Linked DNA regions of Mus musculus: region 2 is linked to region 1. Evidence: chromatin contacts called from public Hi-C data. All regions are on one chromosome and are shown on one strand. The core of a region is the stretch at or near the end of the contact, and the rest is flanking DNA. Distances in the headings are between cores, read along the strand shown.

What was found. A called contact is a pair of places that touch in the nucleus more often than the background predicts.
Region 2: a contact with region 1 is called in a Hi-C map of CD8 T cells, with 2.4 times the contacts expected there. The contact joins two enhancer-like sites. A contact is called at or near these places in 9 of 484 Hi-C or Micro-C datasets (CD8 T cells, DN3 thymocytes, bone marrow-derived DN3 thymocytes and 4 more), 5 of 115 datasets of contacts at active chromatin or transcription factors (CD4 single positive thymocytes, CD8 T cells, embryonic stem cells and 2 more) and 3 of 9 other capture datasets (adipose tissue, liver and pancreatic islet).

The regions. Positions count from the first base shown.
Region 1 is chr7:90,341,544-90,347,661 of GRCm38.p6, reverse strand. The region is part of intron 1 of Sytl2 (synaptotagmin-like 2); the gene reads right to left. Among named protein-coding and RNA genes, the nearest start is that of Sytl2, 42 kb to the right of the region's middle. Within about 2 kb of position 2,536, at least 37 of the 459 cell types and tissues checked have an H3K27ac peak or open chromatin away from gene starts, as enhancers often do. A contact at or near this core is called in CD8 T cells and DN3 thymocytes, where this site is marked.
Region 2 is chr7:90,275,153-90,281,916 of GRCm38.p6, reverse strand. No RefSeq gene overlaps it. Among named protein-coding and RNA genes, the nearest start is that of Ccdc83, 13 kb to the right of the region's middle. Within about 2 kb of position 1,551, at least 33 of the 459 cell types and tissues checked have an H3K27ac peak or open chromatin away from gene starts, as enhancers often do. A contact at or near this core is called in CD8 T cells and DN3 thymocytes, where this site is marked.

The sequences.
Region 1 (6,118 bases), core at 1,287-3,786:
GACAGTGTGTACACAAGTGAGTAAAGGTTATGCATAGATACCTTGCAAAACAGAACTACTGCACAGCTACCATTAGCCTGCTAGCTGTAAGCCATTAACTGAGTTAGTCTACCAGAGGTTTTATCTGCTCCTTTATACTCAACATTAGGGTGTCCTTTGCAGACTATAATCAAGTAAAGCATCGAATATAAAAAGAATCCTTCTTGCATCCTGTACCAAGACTAGCCAGTGAAAACACATTCTTGCTCCCTTTGAGTCCGTTCTTTTGCTTCTAAGTAAGATTGTGCTGGTGGCGGTGGTGGCAGCACCTGACTTTAATCCCAGAGCTTGGAAGGCAGAGGTAGAGGCAGGTGGATCTCAAAATTCAAAGAACCACCCCCCACCCCACCCCCGTCTACAGAGTGAGTTCCAGGTCAGCCAGGTCTACACAGAGAAACCCTGTCTCAAATTACCAAATTAAAATACAAAACAAAACAACAACAGAAAGACTGCTTGATCAAAAGGGATTCCAACTTTTTTTGGTGCACTTTTTTTGTTCTTGTTTTGTTTTTGTTTTTAATGATTTCTTTTATTAGTTTGTTTTGACTTTCACTTTTTTTTCTTGTTTTTTTTTTGTGGAAGAGAGACAGAGATAGATCACACACACACACACACACACACACACACACACATATACACATATATATATACACATACACACATATACACGCATGTATATACAGACACATATACAAATGTATTTGAATACATTATGTCAAATGTCCTCTTTTAAATTTTTCATGTATATGCATATGCTATTGTGATGGTTTGTATATCCTTGGACCAGGGAGTGGCACCATCTGAAGGTGTGGCCTTGTTGGAATAGGTGTGACCTGGTTGGAATGGGTGTGTCACTGTGGGTGTGGGTATAAGATCTTCACCCTAGTTGCCTGGAAGTCAGTCTTCCACTAGCAGCCTTTGGATGAAGACACAGAACTCTCAGCTCCTCCTGCACCATTCCTGCCTGGATACTGCCATGCCCCCACCTTTATGATAATGGACTGAACCTCTGAACCTGTAAGCCAGCCCCAATTAAATGTTTTTTATAAGACTTGCCTTGGTCATGGTGTCTGTTCACAGCAGTAAAACCCTAACTAAGACAGCTATAGCCTGCCTTTCTGCCTTAGAAACTGTTCATCCTTCAAAGCAGATCAGAGTTACCATCTCCATGAGGCTAACTTTCATAGGCAGAGGTAAGACCATTAATACATTAAATTCTCGCTCCTAATGTTTCATGTCCTTCTTGTAACAGACTTGAACCTGACCCACCTGAAACAGGGTCATTTTGGCTGACCCACAGCTATGGCAGAAAGAAACAAACATTTATTGTTAGAAGCCACTAAAGTTTCATATTTGCAGCAGAAGCCTAGCTTATTCAAAAGCCTCTTCTTCATCCAAATGTGTATGTGCGTGCGAATGTATATTTCATCAATAAATGTGGAAATCTATGCCTTTTACCCACATACAATTGCAATAGTGAATGTTATATGTTATTGAGAGAGAGAGAGGAGAGAGAGAGAGAATAATCAACTATTATAATTGCTCTCAGGCCCCTATTTTACTATGTGTCTCTGAATAGGAATAAATATAGTAAATGAGTCAATCAGCCAGCCAACCAGTTTCAACACACACTGTCATCAAGACACAGTCTTCTCAGTTCTTCCCTTCTTTTACACACAGCAACCTTGTCAGATCCCAAAGGTTGGACTTAGGTCCCATACTGACCACTGTCTCAGTGAGGCCTTCCTTGTATTGCCATTTGGTTCAGAAAGAGGTTGCTTCTATGTTTCAGGAGTTGGGACAGGATGAGAAAAACAAATTTGATAGTCTCACAGTAGAAATGAGAAGATCTGCCACAGGTAGAAATGTTGGTTTCCACACATCCAAGGGGGGGAAAAATGCATGCTAACCAGTGGCATGTCCTGATGTCTAAGGACTCAAACAAAGGTACCTCTTAAGAAAGGCTGTTAACAAGGTAGAGGGGGATTTTCTCATTTCCCAAATGCAGTGCAGGACTGGAACTCTCCTCTCCTTCGAGGTGAATAGTCAGGAATCGCTATCCAGTCTGATTGTGTGAGGCTGACTGGAGGGCAGTTGAGACTCCTCAGTACCACATGCCTGCTCCCACTATTTCAGACAGCAGTTAGCTAGGAGCTAAGCGATTGATTCATTCCCTCAGCCAACCAGTTGAGAGCCCAGCACTCTTGTGCACACTAGCAAGGCAGCAAGGAGGAAGGGAAGGAAAACTTCCTGACTGTGTAGTTACATGTAACCGGCAAGAGTCGGGGTTGCAGTAAACCATACAAATAGTTCTGTAAAATTTCTAAAGTCTAAATAATTAGACTGTAATATCTCCAGGTGACAGAGCTGTGAAAGAGAAGGCTGGACAGAAAGTTGAATCATCCTGTGAGATAAGAGGAGTTGGTTGAGGTAGGCCTCACTGACATGACATTTGAACAGGAACTGAGAAAGATGAAGAGATATACTATGCAGATATCAAAGCACCCCGAGATGGGAGTGAAACCCACAAATTGGCTAGGGCCAGTCACCACAGAGTAAGCTAGGATAACAGGAAGAGCGGGCCAGGGAGGAAGTGGTCCACACTGCATTGGTTATTGTAAGGACTGGAAGGGTCTTGCTCTCAATCTGAGATGAAACAGCAGTAAGGAGGGGCAGGTAACAGGAGAAGGAAGTCGGTGTTTCATGGCTACTTCCACTGTGCCTGCTACTTCTTCTGCTTCCCCACAGAATGATGCTGAGGTAGATCCTTTGTTCTTACAAACAAAGGGACTGAGCCCAAAGAAGGCTTTTGCCATCAAGTGAGACTGACATTTGCCAATTGTTTTGACAGAATAGATCACCCTGTCACTGGCATCTTCTTCAGTGCCATTTCCACATGGACTCCTCAAAACAAGGTGGCAAAATAAAGCTTGCTGTTGGTGGACCATCATTCTCTCCTTAAGCATAAAGGGACCACTGGCTGTGGCTGTAAGGTGTGGCGTCCTCTGAGGAACATGGCTCTGTAAGGAGGGAGATAGTAATCTCTAAGTGAAGGGAAGTGAGAAGAATATTCCTGTGTTCATAGGAAATCACTGATTCATAGAAGCATCCCAGTGGTGAGTGGAAGCATCCTCGTGTCCAGCCTCCCACCCATGTTCTACGTGCTGCCAAGTGATTGTTCCACAACTCAGCTCCCACCAATCCATACACCAGGCTGGAAACACTTTGCCATCCTGTTCCACGATCCAATAGGTGAAGCTTAAAGTCCTTATGATGGTCTGGGAACTCACACCTACTTCTTCCCCAAAGTCTTTCCCTTCATAGCCCCAGGCTGAACACTTCTAGCTCCTCTTGTCATTGGGTCTTTGCTATATCCTTTCCTTCCAGGCCCTGACTTAACTGCTGCTTACTGTGCTCCATGCCTTCTCTAACTACTCTAGGTCAGGTTGGAGTCCCTCTGGTGTGCTCTATTAGCCCCTGACTCCGACTATTACAATCCATCTCAAACTCAGCCCTGTTCATTCGCCACCCGCCTATTTCTAGGTAAGGTTTGGGTTCTGAGAACTTTGGGCCCAGGTCACCTGCCACTCACATTGGAATGAAAAATATCAAGTATTTGTAGGAAATAAAGAAACCCAGGTTGGTGGGGCTTCTACTTCACGAGAACTGAGCTTTGTTTTCCAGAGTGAGATATTAGAAAGCTCTGTATAGGACACTACAGGTGACACACAATCTGATGGTTGGTTTTGTAAACTTGACACAAAATAGAGTCACCTAGGCAGGAGGAACCTCAATAGAGAACTTGCCTCCATGAGATTGGCCTGTGGGTATGTCTCCGGGAAGTATTAATGTGGGAAGGCTGAGCCCGCTATGGCCATGTCCCATAACCCCTCCCCCACCCGCCCACACATTCTGTGGGTTCTATAAGACAGCAGGCCGAGCAACCCAAGGTGGATCAAGCAAGTAAGCAGCACCCCTCCATAGCCTCTGCATCAGCTCCTGCCTCCAGGTGCTTGCCCTGTTCTAGTTCCTGTTCTGACTTCCCTCAATGATGAACTGTGATCAGGACATGTTAGCCAAACAAAACTTTTCTTCCCCAAGTTCCTTTGTTCTGAGCAGCAAAAAATAACTAGAGCACCTGTGAAGCCCCAGGAACAGCAACCCAGATGGGAAACTGGAGAGCTTTGAACAGGGACTGCTTGGTTGGCATTTCCTGCCTGTCATCCCTGCCATGGCTCATCTGTAAGAGTGAGTGCTCCTCCTGTCAGTTGTCCAGATATTAAATTGAAGAGTGAATCGAAGACCATAAGTAACACCTGCTTCTGCTAATAGCAAAGAGGAAGGCTGGATTTACAGACGCAACCTCAGTCCATCATCTTGCTGACCAACCCTCGGGTTAAAACCTTGGGTACTTAAAGAATCTCTTTCCCAGGATGCTCTGCCAGTAGAAGGGAATCAGGCGCCATCCTCGGCTTTCCTGCAAAGCGGTTGGTATGTCAGACCAGGCCTTGATCCCCGAGAGAGAGGAGGGAAACGCAGGTCAGCAGTGGCTCTCACATGATGAGGTTTTTTTTTTTTTTTTTTTTTTTTCAGAACAAAAGCAAATTGTTCTGACAGTCCCATGACTTTAAGGAAGAAAACTCAAAAGAAGGGAAACCCCCACTGGGCAATAGAAGAAGGACAAACACAAACATGTCTTAGTTAGAGAGAATGGTGCTTGACCAAAAGTATAATAAAAATAAAATCAGAAGAGCTCAGGTCAATGCGCCCCTCATCCCTGCTAGTAGCACTTACACACCCCATCATGCAAAGCTAACGACCTCATACCCTTCCTAAATCACAGTGGCATTGAAGGATGAACGGAACAACCCACAGGTACTGCAGGGAAAGCTGACGGTGGGGTGAACAGAATCAGAATCTGCCTGTCTCTCTCCCAGCAGAAAGGCCTCCCCTAAATACTCTACACCACACCCATGTGCACGCATGAAGGCCAACACTTACACCAGGGTGGAACTAACTTGTCAATTCTACCTATAGGCTTCCTTTCTCCCTGCCCTCCAGAACCACGTACATTCCACTGTCCCATTTGCATTCATGTTGCTGCCTTTCTCTCCAGCTTTCTTCTGCAGGCTCTGGATTGGCTTCATTATACTGTTTGCAACCTCTGGGCTGTTTTCATGTGTAAACTTCTAGGTTCCTTATCTGGAGTCTTACCCACTTTTATATTTTTAAATTTATTGTGAAGGAGCAATGATCTTTTAGAGGAGTTGCAGGACTCGTTTCTATGTTGACGTCTGTGTACCTGCTGGGTTGGGTACTTGTTTGGCTTTTATTTGGAGATCTTTTCAGTGAGCAGTTTATACCGTTGGTGCTCTAGTTCTCGAGCCTCAGTGTGACTATTAGATTCAGCTCCTGCTGTACCTCCCAGTACTCCTAGTTCAGTTCGAAGATGATAGAGTTTATATTTTTAAACAGCGTGGTGTGCATGCATGTGGACGAACATGAGCACTCCGAGGCACACACGTGGAGATCAGAAGACAACCTGTGAGAGTCAGGTCTCTCCTTCCAGCATGTGGGTCCCAGGGATCACGCTCAGAGCATCCAGCTCAACAGCAGGTATTGATGTGCAGAAGTGTGCATTTTCTAAGCTGTCCCCACCCACGGTGCTGTTCTGCCTGACCGTGTCTGGGGTCGCTATAGAAGATTCCCAGTAGGTCAGAAATGGCCGGTGACTGGCTAAAGAGTTCCACAATTATCAAGAGTTGAACAGATTCCTTTCTATACCAGTTGTTTGTCAGCTGTGGTGAGAGTGAGCTCACATCCCACACCCACAGTAACAGCTGCATCAGAGAAGCCTCACTGGTCCTTTGTTCAGACGAGAAAACGAAGACAAAGAGGAAAAGTTAGCCGAGTGCTTCAGGTGGCACAGCTGCCTGACATCAGAGCCAGAACTCTCAAAGAAAATGTCTTACAGGGCGGATCCTGTTTCAGTGGAAATGCAGATAACTAGATGAGATGTGCTGCGTTTCACAGCATGCCTGAAACCTGCACACTGGTAGCGAGCAGGAATTACAGACCA
Region 2 (6,764 bases), core at 302-2,801, 65 kb after region 1:
GGCTTAACCTCAGAGCAGCTGCTGTGGAAAACTGCCCTGTGCATTGTGGGATATTTATGAGAATGCCCGCTTCCCCCTGCTCAGTCATGACAGTGTTCAACATCTATAGATATTGCCACATGGGCACTAGGAGACAAAAGTCACTCTGGTTGGGAAGTATTGGTTTAAGCCTTAGAGGTCATGGCCCCATACTTATGGAAGCCTGCCAACTTCTAACAACCACCTGGAGAGGGGAGTTATGCAAATGAAAAGTAATCGAGCATTTCTTCTCAAATGCGGTCAGTCAGTGGGACAGAATTTGTGAAGAAAGGTGGACGTAGGGTGGTAGGAAGGAAGGTACTGTTTGGGGATATAAATGTTCTATGTGCCATACACAACTATTTCCTTTGGAAGATACATGGTGAAGATTTCTTCACACATATAATAATCATGAATTTTGACACATGTAAAAAACCATGAATTCCAGGACAGTCTGGGCTATGTAGAGATATCCCTGTCTCAAAAGAAAAAAAAGGACATAAACATTTTATAATCCACTCACTAACGTGGCTCCTGCCCACTAGACTGGTTAGTTTAGTGGGTCCTGCCCCTGACCAGTCTAGTGACTCCATATCAAAACTGTCACACACAGGCCAGAAGTTTGTTAGCCACGTTGGCTCTGCACTCTTTCCTCCCGTCTTGCCTCCCAGCCTCCAGTCCTCACCCCAAACCCAATCTTTCCTCATTGGTCTTTCTTGGTCTTGCTTTGGGCTGAGAAAGCCCTGGTGCTCACAGAAGGAGGCTAATCTCTCTGACACCAGCCTCATCCGCCCCACCTGTTCTTGGTTATACAGCCAGACAGCTGAAAGCCTCTCTAACGGCACTGGCTGAGCCTGCTTGCCTTTATAGATCGTTTTCTCGAACTCAAGCACAACGTGGTGATTGCTCTTAGGCTTGCAGAAAAATACAAAATTACTAAAGAGGCTGCCCAGTCTCCCTCAGTCAGCTCTCCCCCTGTGCTGTCCCCTCTATTACCGTACTTTAGACCCAAAGAACTTACCCTTGTGTGGCCTTCCTTGCCTACTTTCAGTAGCACAGGCTACCTGGCTAGTTGGAAGGTTTTTGATTTTGTTTCGTTCTAGTTGATGGAAATCACCTGTATGCAACAGACTTCAACTGCTTGTCTCCAGGAGCCTTTGTCGCCCTCGGGATATGACAGCAGAGAGCAGTAGCTGAGCTGGGGGAGTAGTAGGAAGTGGCGCCCTCTACTGTTAGTCTCTGTGGGGGCTTTGGTTATCTCCTTAGCCCTTAGCAGTGGCCAGTGTTACAAAATCTCAGCCCAGGGTCTTAAGACCTTGTGCCTAGAAGACTGGACAGGCCTGTGGGATTTTTCATGTTCCCTTTCCTGGCTCCTTTTATCAACTCTCCTCTGTTGTCACGGTCCCTACCCTTCCTGCTCTGGGCACTCTCAAACTGCTCAGCACCTCTTTCAAGCCACCGGGCCATGCTCTGATCACTTCCGCAGCTCAGTGGCTGCCAGCCCGATGCTCACGGTATAACTCAGGGTTCATTTCCAGACATATCATGCCGGCCGGGTTGTCCAATGATACTCAAGATGCAGTGGGCTGCTCAGCAACTGTGCTCCAAGGACATTTGGGGTCATTCAGGCATGAGGGGGTCTTTGGCAGTCTACTTCTGGCTTGATTTGAGTTAATAGTGGCACCAGACATTGAGGGACCAGTAGGCAGTGCCAGACACGCCGGCACACTCTGATTCGTCTGTAATCTCAGCACCTGGAGGTAGAGGTAGAAGGATACAGAGTTCCAGTTTAGGCCAGATGGTTGTGGCACACAGCTTTAATCCCAGCACTCAGGAGGCAGAAGCAGGGAGATCTCTGTGAGTTCGAGGCCAACCTGGTCTATAGGGCGAGTTCCAGGGGAGCCAGGTCTACATGAGCAGGGGCAGTGTATATGTATATAATCTCTGTGTGTGTGTGTGTGTGTGTGTGTGTGTGTGAATACAAAATGTCACAATGAAACCCATTATTTTAATATACTAACCAAAAATGAGTAATTTTACACACAGCTGTCATAAGACCAGGAACACTACAGAAGGGAGAAGCCGGTTCTGAGCGTTGTGGTGGGCTCCCTCATCCCCCAACCCCCGCCCTCCCACACACATATTTTTCTTTGAATTCACCATGCAAGCTAAGGGCTTCTTCTAGCAACCACTTCTGGCAGTGCTGGTTACAGACCTCCCTGGCCCACGAGGTACAAGGGCATAGTTGGCCTCTGCACGCTCTAAGCATCTCACAGTCAGCACCCTCGGGAGCAGTCTCCAGCACATGGTGAGTGTGACCTAACTACCCAGCCTACTGAGCTATGTCCCAGAGTCCTATCAAAACCAACCCCTTTTTATCCAGTCTCTAGAGAACTTGTTCATCAACAAACTCTGCCATCTCTACCTTTCTTGTTTCCCCATTCTCCTAACTTTTGGAGAGTACCTCCCAATAAAGCTACTCACACACAGACCCCAACTTAGGATGCCCATCTAGAGGATGCCAGTTGTTAACCGCAGCATGGGCCAGGGTGACTTTCATGACTGCGTAAGCAAGATGGCCAAGAGCCTTACCAGTCACATCCGGAACTCTTTGCTCCTGGCCCTGTGGGAAGCCACAGAGATTATAAACAAGGGATGGAGTCTCTGGCACAATGCAGAGAAAGAACTGGGGTCAAGAAAGCTAGATGGGACATGCAGTCAGATCTTCAATCAAGTCAGAAGACGAGGATCTGTCTTAAGGAAGGGGCAGTAAAGATGAAGGCTGGCTAATACTGCCTTTGCTCCCCGTCTTAGCCAGAGTCACCCCGACTTGCAGCAAACTACTATTTAGCTGTTTTCTAGCACATGCAATAAAAAATAACCCACGCCTCCCAGGTTTGGCAAGGCCAGCAGAATCCTAGCTCAGGGCAAGGATGGAGTGTGCCCATCTTTCCCAGAGTCTGGTTTTGCCTGTAGCTTATACCACCTCTGTCTGTAGCTACCATTTATTTAACACTGGGGAGCAATCCAGACTCAAATTTACATCATGGCCTCTGTGACTTGGAGATATATTAAAATGGGGGCTTAGGGAGTGGGGGCAGGGTGAGCAGCAATTTTGGGGAAACTCAGCCAGCCAAGAGTCATCCACCTTTCTGTAAGGAACCCCTAATGGATTCATTTTATGAATGAAGGTGAACTATATCCTTTGGACTGTTGGCCATGCCAATACGGGGGTGGGAGTGTGGGGGGGGGCATTTCCTCAACATAGCTGCTTGACAACAAAGGCCATCCTCACTAATAGATGAGCTGAGCCAAAGAAGGACCTTTCAACATCAGGACCCAAAAGCATTTGCTCTTCTGTACCATTCAGTGGCTCTTAGATTCTCTATGTTCACCTGGACAGCCTCTCTCCATGCGGTTGCCCTGACGGAGGCCCCACAGCAGAAGTCTACATGGATTTGCCTTTCCTGGGCATCTCATTTCACTGGAATAGCATATAGTATGGCTCATTGGCCATGGTCTTCTCAGCTAGGATGCTGCGTAAAAAGTAAACAGTATACTGAAATCCACATGAGGTGGAAGGAACAGACCACAAACTCCCGTTTCCTCTGGTTTCAAAACATAGTGCACAAGACTGGGTTTGCTAATATGGGAGGCATATTCCTAAAAAAAATACCTATTTATGTTTCTGTCTGCAAATGAATACAGTGCTGAAAAGATGAGAGTTGTAATTGCCTCTGCCTCATTCCCCAGATGTGAGGTAGAGCTATGAATATGTCCTAATTCTTTTAATACTGTGCTGATGCTGTGCTGGGAGCAGCTTTCATAGGCTGCCTCCCAGTGTGGGAGTGAGCATCTCACCTGTGTCACGGAAGCCTGAAGAGATTAGGCAAGCTCACAGGTGGAGCCAGGGAGATGAAGTCATGGTTTTTCCAGGCACTGCCGCCCATACGCCGTGGACCAGAAACAGGATCCAAATGGGAGGCCCTTAGCAAAATAAAAACTGGAACTGAGGTCAGTGAAGTTCATCTTGGAACCCAGCCTCACCCTGACCTCTCCCACCCTCCTCTACACCAGCCAGGGTTTTGTCAACAAGCAAGCTCTCTCTGCACAACTTACAGGACCTGGTGTGATGGTTCCTGCTTGCTTCGCCTCCACCGCATCACACTCCTCTCTCACCTCTGGGGTCTCATCATCTAGCCATAGAAAATGCCTTTAGTGTCACTAGAGACTCAGTGCTCTCACTACTGGGTCTTTGTATCTGCCACGCTCCAGCCAGCACACCAAACCAACTTGGTCATTTCCTCTAGGCTTGCTCCCAGCCCTTAAGACAGGTCTAGGTTTCCCAAGGCAGTCTGTTTGCCTCACTCTCTTCAAGGGTTCTTCAATGTGAAGAAACTTTACTCTTCTGTTTTTTTCCACCTAGACCCAAAGCTCCCCCAGGCAAATACAGAATCTGCCCGACATCTGACCTCATGAGCTACGCTGAGCTCAAACTGTTCAAACAGCTCCCAGACTCCTCCTTCTCTCACAGAAACTGTGAGGTAATAAATGAGTCACTATGTTTAGAGTAGTTTTCTACCATAATAAGTAACTAATACACTATTAAAACTCAGTGGTTTAAAATAATAACTTATTAGGTCTCCCCTGATCCCATAGTTCCTCATGTACAAGCTTGAGATCATTTCAGCAAAACCAAGCCGATGGAGAGGCCGGAGGGGAGGGTCCAACATGACATCACTCATGTGTCTGGCATTCTGTGGGCTAGAATATGGTTTCTAGACATCTTCTAGCCCACAGAATGATCGCTGAATGACTATTCACAATGCCTATACTGTGACTCTCTGGCAAGGTTATCCCGTAGGAGATAGGATTGTGTGAAAGTTTACTCCCTCCAGAGCAAGTATCCCAAAAGAACCGGAACAATCTGCACGATCTACTTTGACCCAGTTCCAGAAGTGACAGTCATTCGGCTGTGCACTCTCAGTGGAAGCAATCCTGAACCAACCAGAATCAGGCAGAAGGAATGGAAGGTTCATTTCCTGATGAGATGGGCAAAGAATTGGAAGTGACTTTGTAAAAATTAACTTTGCTGAAGTAGAGTTTATATACAATAAGAAATATACACACTTCATATATGTATGTATATATATCATATGCATAACACATAGATAACACATAGATATAACATATCTCTCTCTCTCTCTCACACACACACACATGCTTTAACAAAAGCACACATCCTTGTAACAACCATCACAATCAAAATCTAGAGACTCATCCCTGAGAGTTCTCCCCTTCCTGATGCTGCCATACCTAATTCCCTAGCCCACTGTGAGAGTTTGAATGAGAAAAGTCCTTTATAGTCTTGGGATTTTGAATGCCTGGTCCTCCATTGGTCAGTCTCTTTGGGAGGCTTAGGAGATGTGGTCCTGTTAGAGGAAGTATGTCACTGGAGGTGAGATGTACCATGTCAAGTTTGCTCTCTTTGCTCCATGCCTGTGGTTGAAGATGTGAGCCCTCCGCTTCCTGCTCATGCTGCGGGGCCTTTATCCCACCATGGTAGACTCTAATCCTCTGGAACCGTAGACCCAAATAAGCTTGTTCTTCCAGAGGCTGCCTTGGTCATGATGTTTTATCACAACAACAGAAACTTATACGCCTGCTCATAGATGCTAGGCAACCACTGGTTGGCTTTCAGCCTTTTCTAGAATTGTGCATAATATTTTACTTCCCACCTGGATTCTTCACTTTAATAAGTGTTTTTTACAAGGATCGTTCATGTTATTGCACGTACTGACAGTTTAATTTGCTCCACTTTTCACTGCTGTGCGGTACTCCACTGTGTGGCTGTGCAGTGTTTATATAGTTACCTGCTGCTGAGTGTCCCTGTTGTTCCCAGGTTGAGGGTATTAGAAACGAAGCTGCTAAGAGTGCTTATTTTTATTTTTCCTGAATCAATATGTAGCAGTGATATCACTCATCCACACACTATATTTGTCACTATAAGTGACTACCAAATTGCTTTCCAAATGGTTGTAGTGGGGCACTTGTTAAAAATGAATTAGAAGTTAACTCCACAAGATGATGTGAAGTAAAAGATTCATGATAAGGAAAGATGGACTCTTCCAAATGAAGAAACTGAGGAAGAGGTGCAGGACTCAGAGAGGTAATAACAGGATGCCTGAGCTCGTAGAGGGAAAGACAGGCAAGCAACGTGAGAAAGAAGTAAGCCTCAGCCCCAGCAGCCCCATGTCATGGCTACCGACTGCGAGAGGGGAAGATGAAGCTCCAGAAAGAATGAGAGCCAGGGGCTGGAGAGATGACTTGTGGTTAAGAGCACTGGTCCAGCACCCAATGGAAGCTAACAGCAGTCTAACTCCAGTCCCAGGGGACCCGATGCCTACCTGGATGATGTGCACACTAGGTCTACACGTGGTGCACAGACATGCACGCAGGCAAAACACCCATACACATAAGATTATGACACACACACACACAGAAGAGAGACAGAGACAGAAAGACAGAGAGAGAGAATGCAACAGCAAATGTGCTCACGGTTCTTAAAATTTATGTTGTCAAAAGATGGTGTGGTTTCTTTTGTAAAAATGTATTAAGATGTTTGATACTTGTTCATACAAAACAGGGGTGTGTGTGTGTGTGTGTGTGTGTGTGTGTGTGTGTGTGTGCGTGTGCGTGCGTGCGCGCTCTCTTTCCAAAAGCAGCACACCTGGCTTTTTCTCCCC